2 separate regions of the Sus scrofa genome follow, and region 2 is linked to region 1. Evidence: chromatin contacts called from public HiChIP or PLAC-seq data. All regions are on one chromosome and are shown on one strand. Each heading gives the region's core, a stretch centred on a gene start, on an enhancer-like site or on the middle of the called end of the contact. The rest is flanking DNA. Distances are from core to core; before and after follow the strand shown.

Region 1 (4,120 bases), core at 1,099-3,598:
ATAATCAATTTTAAGGAATTCAAATCAATAAATTTCAATATAACCAGTGATAACTGAGCATATACTATATACTGATAAATATAAAGAGGAAGAAAGCAGGATCTTGCCCTCAAAGAACTTTCCATTTAGCAGAGGGACAGGCAATTACAACTATGCAGAACCTCAGTGTTCTGACAGGGGTGCCAAAAAGGGATTTATTTTTAGGCTATGGGGACAGCTTATATAAAAAAATGGTCAATGAGTTGGACTCTGAGAATGGGCAGACCTTGGGAAATATTCTGAGCAGAAAGAAACAGGTGTACACTGGCATTTCCACAAAGTTTATTTTCTGCTCCTTTGCTCTTATGGATAATAATGGTAGTATTAATGAGTCCTTTAAACTGTAATACAAATATTTCAAAATTGTTTACCAACACATGTGATGTCTGTAGCAAAAATACAATTTTCGGTAAAAAGTTAAAATTTCTATCATTATAACATTTTCTTTATTGACATAAGATTCACATATAATTAAGCATTTTAAAGTGGTACTTAGTGCATTCATAATGTTGTATAGCTATCACCTCTCTTTCTCATTTAAAAATCATTATAACTTTTTTTTTGTCTTTATAGGGCCACACCCGCAGCATATGGAGGTTCCCAGGCTAGGGGTCTAATTGGAGCTGCTGCTGCTGGCCTACACCACAGCCACAGCAAAGCCAAATCCGAGCCTCGTCTGTGACCTACACCACAGCTTACAGCAATTATGGCATTTCTTTCTCTACAAAGTCAGGATAACTACAAGACTGCCACTAGTTGTTCATTGCTTAATCACACTGTGCCACTGAAATCTCTCAGTCCTTATCACCCATGATCTCTTGATTTCTGAAATAAATAGAGACGTTTGGGTACTTATCTTCCCTGATGTCCCATTTGCTGTGGGCAAATGTGGCTTCCAAGAACTCTGTCCTCCCTTGCTTTCTTTGACACCATGTCCCTTTCTTGTCCTTTCTCTTCTGTTCATGAACTTCTCTTTTACCCTCCCACAAATGTTGGTGTACCTAAGGTTTCTTTCCTCACATCTTTACTCTTTCACATGTTTGGTTTTCTCTTCCCACTTACATAGCTTCTTGTAGCACCAAAATGCTTCTGACACAAATCTGCCCCTTTAGCCACAGTTTCTCTCCTAAACCACTATATCCATAGGTTCAAGTACCTTGTGGGTATCTCCACTTGAAAGTCCCACAAGTACCTCACACTCAAAGTCTTCAAATCTGAAATATTCTGTTTCCACATCTTCTTTCCTACCTTATACTCTAAGTTGGGGATTAGGAACTACTATAGTGAACTAAAGATAAGACTGTCAAGAGAAGTTACTCATACCCAACAAAAGAGGAAGATTTTTGTTATGACCATGCATTGTAAAATTCACAAGTGAAAAATGTCCTTGATAAACTCATATATCTCAGCTATCAATTTCATATGCAGATAAAATAAAACCTTAAAATTTCATTTGACATTCTTCCTGCAAGCTCCAGATTAGGATAATTGATTTATATGTTTTTCTAAGCACTAACCATTTTGCATTACAATGAGACTGTGTTAGGAAATAATTCAATAAATATGGTCTATGCATGAGCTTTGTCTGTGTGTTGACAATGAACTGACACATAGACATTGGTGGAAATATTAGATATAAATCAGCCCCAGGAAAAGATTTTTTTTTGGCCTGAATTTTAAGTAGCAAAGCTTTATGTTTGGAAAGTATTTTGTTCAACAAAAACAGCACCAAATGCATACAGTCAGGAGAAATGGTGCTTGCTGGCTATATATGGTGATAGTGTTGAATATTTGTCACAACAACTTTATATTCTGTATAAATTTTTAGCCATACATTAGGCAATGTTTACCAGGAGGTTAACAGCATACTAGTAATGTCTTGCCCTGTGGAAAGCAGGATGTGATTCTGGAAGGTCTCAAGTAAAAGTTTTAAACCTTGAGTTGACCTTTGGCCTGTGAAACATGAGTGAATTATTCAGAATCTGTCTTTAATGTCTCACTACACAGCCTAAGCTGTCACTGAAAAGCTAATGTTGGATTTAGAAACAACTCAAGATAGATCACTGGCAAATTAATATGGAGATTCCACATCATTACATTTTCATTTTATTTTGTATTTGTGTTTTGAAAGCTGTCTTTAGGCTCTGAACTTATGTGGCTGGTTATGAACAGTGGGTTTGTTCATAAAGGAATGTTGAAAAAATTCTCACTAAACAAGTGTAGCAGTTTTATTCAGAATTAGCTAAAGGGCATAATACTGTAAAAGAGAAAATGAACCACTCATTTGCTGTCATCAAAAATGAGGAAATGGCTCTAGGCAATAGCTGAAGAGTCCTTTTGAACTTGAAAAGTTCCCTGATTTGGCATTGAGGAGGATCTTGTTTGTCCTGCTAGTTCTAAAGAACTATTCATTCTCAAATAATTCCCATAAGGAACAAGGAAAAAAATCATCAATACCATCTTTTCTAAATATCCCAGTTATTATTATATTTTACATCATATCCAAAGTATGGCCTTGGTATTTTATACAGATCTTGATATGTGCTATATCTTTCCATTTAAAATAGATTTTCTTGTTAAACTAATACTGCAAGTAAGACAGCTACATACTATAAAGTTAAAGCTGTTTTGAAATATTATGTGTATTTGTTATAAGAAGTCAAGGCAGGAAGATTTTGTCACAGTCTCAATATTATTCTTTAATACATTCCCGCCAGCCACTTGTGAGCTACTCTATATCCTCATCAGCGTTTAAAATTCTAATTTTTATTTTAGCCATTTTAACATGTGTGTACTGGTAACTCATCATGGTTTTAATTTGCATTTCACCAATGGCTAATGATGTTGAGTATTTTTTCTGTGTTCCCATGACTTCTGAATACCCCCTCTGATGGTGTATAGTGGTTTTTTCACAATATTTTAATTGGGTTGTTTTCTTTCTGTGGTATTTTGTGAGTTCCTTTTTTATTCTAGTGCAAGTTCCTTGTTGAATATGTGATTTCCAAATATTTTCTCTAAGTTGGTAGCTTGACTTTTCCTTCTCTTAGAAAACTGATTTTGAGAAAGATTCAAAGACAATGTAGTGAAGAAGGGATAAGCTTTTCATGAAATAATCCTGGAATAAATGAACATCCAAATGCAAAAAAAATGAACTTTGATTCATTTCTCCCCCCAATAAGAGAATGTTAACTCAAAATATATCATAGACCTAAAAGCTACATTGAAATGAAAAAAATATTTTAAAGATAAAGATATTTTGAAGAAAATCTGTGAGATCTTAGGTGAAGATTTCTTAGATGAGATATCAAAGCACACTTTAAAAAATGCTAAAGTGGACTTTCTTAAATTTTAAAAAGTCTGCCCTTCTAAATACAGATTATTTTAAAAAATAAAAGTTCAAGAAGTTGGTAAGAAGAGGAGGAATTGGCTAAAGGAGTCCACGGGAAAACCCAGGAAAGTATGGGATCCTGAAAAGCTAAGTGAAGAAACTGTGTCTAGAAGGAAGGAGTGATCCACTGGGTCAGAGTTGCTAATGGGGAATGATTATTTGATTTTGGATTGATCAGTAAACACAGACAAATATCCCCAGATTCCATCAGTTCAGGCCACTGTTGTCTTCCTAGCCATGACTCAGCCATACCACCAAGGTAGGAGTTATAGTAGTAGTAGTAGCAGCAGCAGCAGCAGCAGCAGCAGCAGCAGCAGCAGCAACATTTGCCATTATCTGATGAGATAGACTGAAACTTGGTGCCATAAGCTTTGTATCTGACACAAAAGAGATTGAATTTAGGTTTATGTATGCTGAAACTTCAGCTGCTCTTATATCTGCATTCATTCATTCATTCCTTTAGTACTTACTGAGCTCCTTCCCTGTGCCCAACATTGAGCACTTACTGACACTGGGTATGTACACGTGATTTACAGCAGGGCCATTACCTGATAATATAGGACTTGGGGAGTGGAGGAGATGACAAGCATGGATCAAATAGTCACCCTCATTAAAGCTACAATGTTTCTCTCCAGTGCATTACAATAAGTTCACTGTTGAACCTAGCATTATGAGGTGCTACTACACCTAGTA
Region 2 (4,120 bases), core at 1,064-3,563, 360 kb before region 1:
GGAACCTCCCATATGCCTCGGGAGTGGCCCAAGAAGTGGCAAAAAGACAATAAAATAAAATAAAATATTTATGTAATAATTCTTAACGTATCATTCTTCCTTTCCTTACATCACAAGAATATCATGGAGGCTTTAGGAAACATGTCTACAAAAAAACTGTACATTGTAGCAAAATGAGGGCTTTAGGGTGGAAATCTCCAGGTGGAAAAAATGGGATCAGTAGACTAGCTGATATATTTGACCGTGTGGAGGATTATTTTGAGAGGCTGTTTGAAAGTGAGGGTATAGCTACAGTGACATAGAAATGAAGCTAAATAAATAATAAAAATTGGAGAAATGTTACTTTCTAGAAAAATAAAAGTGGTACATTAAGGAAGGACTCACCTTCTTTAATGTATTCACCACTTGGTTTAGCAGCAGTTTATACACTCACAGTAATTTAAAGAAAAATAACAGAGGTGGAAGGAGGTAAGGATAGTAGTTATCTTTCAAAATAAGAACTGAATATATTATACTTAAAATTGATAAATCTAATACCATCATAAGCACAGTTTTTAGAAACACAGAGATAAATACTTGAAAAACAAAAAGCAATAAAAGCACTTGGTTTGGATATTGAGATGAGTTAGAAGTGTAAGGCAAGGGGCAGCAGTTTTTTAATATGCTTTTTTAGACTCTTATAATAGGTCTTTAAAAAAAAAAAACATGTTTCACACAATATCCTATGTTTCTGGGTCAAGTTTTACAGAAAAATCCAGATTTGAAAGTATTGGAATCCAACTCAAGCCTGTGCTGGTCCTGAGAACTGAGGTTACTTTGCAAATGGACTTGTGTCCTTGCCTGCCCTTCCCCTGCCCCCACCCCACCCCTCCCTCTGCATTGGGATTTCTAGTTCTCCCTTTGGTGAATCTCTGTGTTACTGTTTGTTGAGAATGTTTATTCAAAGTTCAACAATTCCATTCAGTTTTTCTCCAATTTCTGTTTCTTATTTTATTTTTATTTTTTATTTTTTGCTTTTTAGGGCCACAGTTGTGGCATATGGAAGTTTCCAGGCTAGGGATTGAAGGGAGATACAGCTGCCAGCATACACCACAGCCACAGCAACATGGCATCCAGGCTGTGTCTGTGACCCACACCACAGCTCATGGCAATGCCAGATCCTTAACCCACTGAGCAAGGCCAGGGATCGAACCTGTATCCTCATGGATTCTAGTCAGGTTCATTAACCACTAAGCCACGAAGGGAACTCCTTTTTTTTCTTTTAATTCAAGTATAATTTTTAAAGAAAATATTTAAAAAATTACACATCGAGTGTGATCCTAATAATACAACATTTTCTTTTTCTCTCTGCCTGTCTCTAAAGCTACCAGAAGTGTCTGGATTGTGTTCAGTAAAGATAGTATAGGCTAATCTGGGAAGCAGGATATGGTTGATTTATTGCCTTCTTTCTATGTGACTTTTTATATTGCTTGACCTCATTTAAACAGAAAACTATTATTTTTGTAAAAAAACAATATGAAAACTTGAAAATAATTTCATCCAATTACCAACTCATTTTGAAACTCTTTGATAACTGAAATGGCATTTTTTTTCCCCCTCTTTACCACTCTGAGTAACTAGTTGCGAGGACTAGGTCCTTATCAAGGTAAACCTTGTGCTTCTCTCCAGGTGTATTTGTATGTACGTAAGCTTTCTGAAGTCAGATACTGTGTGTGTGTGTGTGTGTGTGTGTGTGTGTGTGTGTGTGTGTGTGTGTGTGTGTGTGTGTGTGCTGTGTTCAAAGCTATATCCCTAGTGCCCAGAGCAGTGCCAGGTGCATGGTAGGCCTTAAAAAAATTCTATGAAAGACTAATTGACAAAGAACTTGGGGCACATTTTATAAGATCTAGTATGTTAGCAAAAAGTGTTTATAAGAAGTACAAATTAGGAGTTTGGGATTAACATATATACACTACTATGTGTAAAATAGATAACTGACAAGGATCTACTGTGTAGCACAGGGAATTCTACTCAATATTCTATAATAACCTTTACAGGAAAAGACTCTGAAAAAGAATGGATATATGTATAACTGATTCACTTTGCTGTACACCTGAAATTAACGCAACATTGTGAGTCAACTCTACTCCAATTTTTAAAAAGTACACACGTTACCAGGTATTCATCATGCCCTTTTGAATATTCTCATAATGCCTATTTTTTTTTTTCCTCTAAGATCAGTTTCATAACGCAGCTATCAGTCCCAGAGAACTGGAAGTTTTGGTTGCATAACTGTCCTTAGTTGTTCCTCAATTCAGCATCACTGCTGACCAGTGTAAGATGGGTGTGACGTGCACTGCCTTTTCAAAAGAGCCGTGTTGGGAAGCACTGACTCATAGTGTAGTGAGAAATGGAAATGACGACCCAGATAAAGAATGTCTAAGCCATTGACGAACCTAACAGAGCTGTGGAGGGTGGCATGGGTGTCCTCACATGCCCACTGCCCCGATTGAGCTGCTTGAGCTGAGACATAGAGTCATGCCTAGGGCCTGGCTCTGACTTTGCAGGGTCCCTGCTGCCTGCTCCCTCCTTCCTCTTATTCCTGAGGCTCTCGGGACTCAGTCAGCTTCCCTTTTCTGTGTAAACCTACTCCTGGCTGTGGGTTAAGAAGAACCCTGCTTCCTCCCCCACCCACAGTGTTCTCCTTGTCTCTTTGCTCCTGTAGCATTTTGGATACAAGAAACGGTGCTAGTTCACAGCTTGCATTCCAGGTTTGAAACACTTGGGTTTGAACCCTTTGCCCTCTTATGGGCTTTGATAAGGCACTCAGCACCTCTAGAGCCTGTCTTTGCTCATCTGTAATAGTACCTGCCTACAGTATTATTGTGAGGGACTAAATAAAAATATTGAGGTAAAGCACTTAGCACAGTAGTCACTTTTTTCTAAGCAACTTGAGCATAAAGGTTGCTCAATAAATCTTTGATTAATGAGTAATTGCATATAAGTAGGTGTACATATTATAATATCATCTATAGCTATGTATAATATAGAATGAGGTAAAAATGGTGTTTTGAAACTCTAATTTGCTTATGACTGTGGATAACATTATTAGAATAATTATGTATAGCATTATTAAAACTCTGGGTTAATTACATTGGAGATTTTTCCTCACTATAATTGGAATTACCAAGTTTAATTATTCTTGGCTTCAAGAAACTTAAGTCTTCAGGACAGTAACAAATCACCAAGAAAGGAGACTGGGCGCTAGAAATGTAATTCTCTGGGCCAGTTTTGGATTAAGCTGAAGGGAGAGGATGGAGAAGATTTGAGACCGCTTGATCCCTTGGCGGCGGGAAGGTGCTGTGGGTCACTCCTTGCTGAAACCTCTCTTTCATGATGCCCAACTTCTCCCAGGGACAGATTTTTCACAGTAGGCAACCTGCTGGGTGAATACACTCACACACACTGAAAGTCAAGAAGGTAGGGTGGAAGAACCAACTTCTGGGGGAGGAAAAGTTGGCTACTGAAATTATGGGTTTTAACTGATGCTGTATTCAAGTGGATGTGTCCAGAAGACTTAGGAGATAAAAATGTTATGAAGGAGGAGATGTGGCTGACAACACTGAATGCTATGAGATATCACGGAGCCTGAGGACTGAGATAAGCTATCTGAAGTCTTTTAAAGCTGTTTAATTTCTTTTTGGATATCTGTTCATCTTGAGGGTGCTTGTCACACTGTTTTGTTGGCAAAGAGAATCACAAAGTCTAGTTAAGATAAAGCTGGTTTTGATTCTACAGATAAAACTGAGGATATTTTATTAGAGAGATCTGTGATACAGGTCAACCTCATTTTATGGTGCTTCGATTTATTGTGCATTACAGATATTGTAATATTTACAAATTAAATGTTTGTGGCAATTCTGTGATAAGTTCATTGATGCCATTTTCCCAAGAGCATTTTCACACTTTGTGTCTCTGTGTCACATTTGGTAATGTTTGTGATATTTCAAGCATTTTCACTATAATTTTACTTGTTATGGTGATCTGTGGTCAGTGATCTGTGATACTACGGTTGTTACTGTTTTATGGTGGCTTGGAGCATGCTCTTAAAAGATGGCAAACTTGGGAGTTCCTGTCATGA

Evidence for each region. HiChIP or PLAC-seq counts read pairs in DNA pulled down with a chosen protein or histone mark.
Region 2: an H3K27ac HiChIP or PLAC-seq map of alveolar macrophages shows a contact between it and region 1. The contact joins two enhancer-like sites. A contact is called at or near these places in 1 of 47 Hi-C or Micro-C datasets (embryonic fibroblasts) and 1 of 2 datasets of contacts at active chromatin or transcription factors (alveolar macrophages).

Annotation. Positions count from the first base shown.
Region 1 is chr9:86,474,534-86,478,653 of Sscrofa11.1, reverse strand. No RefSeq gene overlaps it. Among named protein-coding and RNA genes, the nearest start is that of AHR, 35 kb to the left of the region's middle. Within about 2 kb of position 2,348, at least 1 of the 83 cell types and tissues checked has an H3K27ac peak or open chromatin away from gene starts, as enhancers often do. A contact at or near this core is called in alveolar macrophages, where this site is marked.
Region 2 is chr9:86,837,079-86,841,198 of Sscrofa11.1, reverse strand. All of the region lies in intron 1 of LOC110255481 (a long non-coding RNA gene), which reads left to right. Among named protein-coding and RNA genes, the nearest start is that of SNX13, 250 kb to the left of the region's middle. Within about 2 kb of position 2,313, at least 18 of the 83 cell types and tissues checked have an H3K27ac peak or open chromatin away from gene starts, as enhancers often do. A contact at or near this core is called in alveolar macrophages, where this site is marked.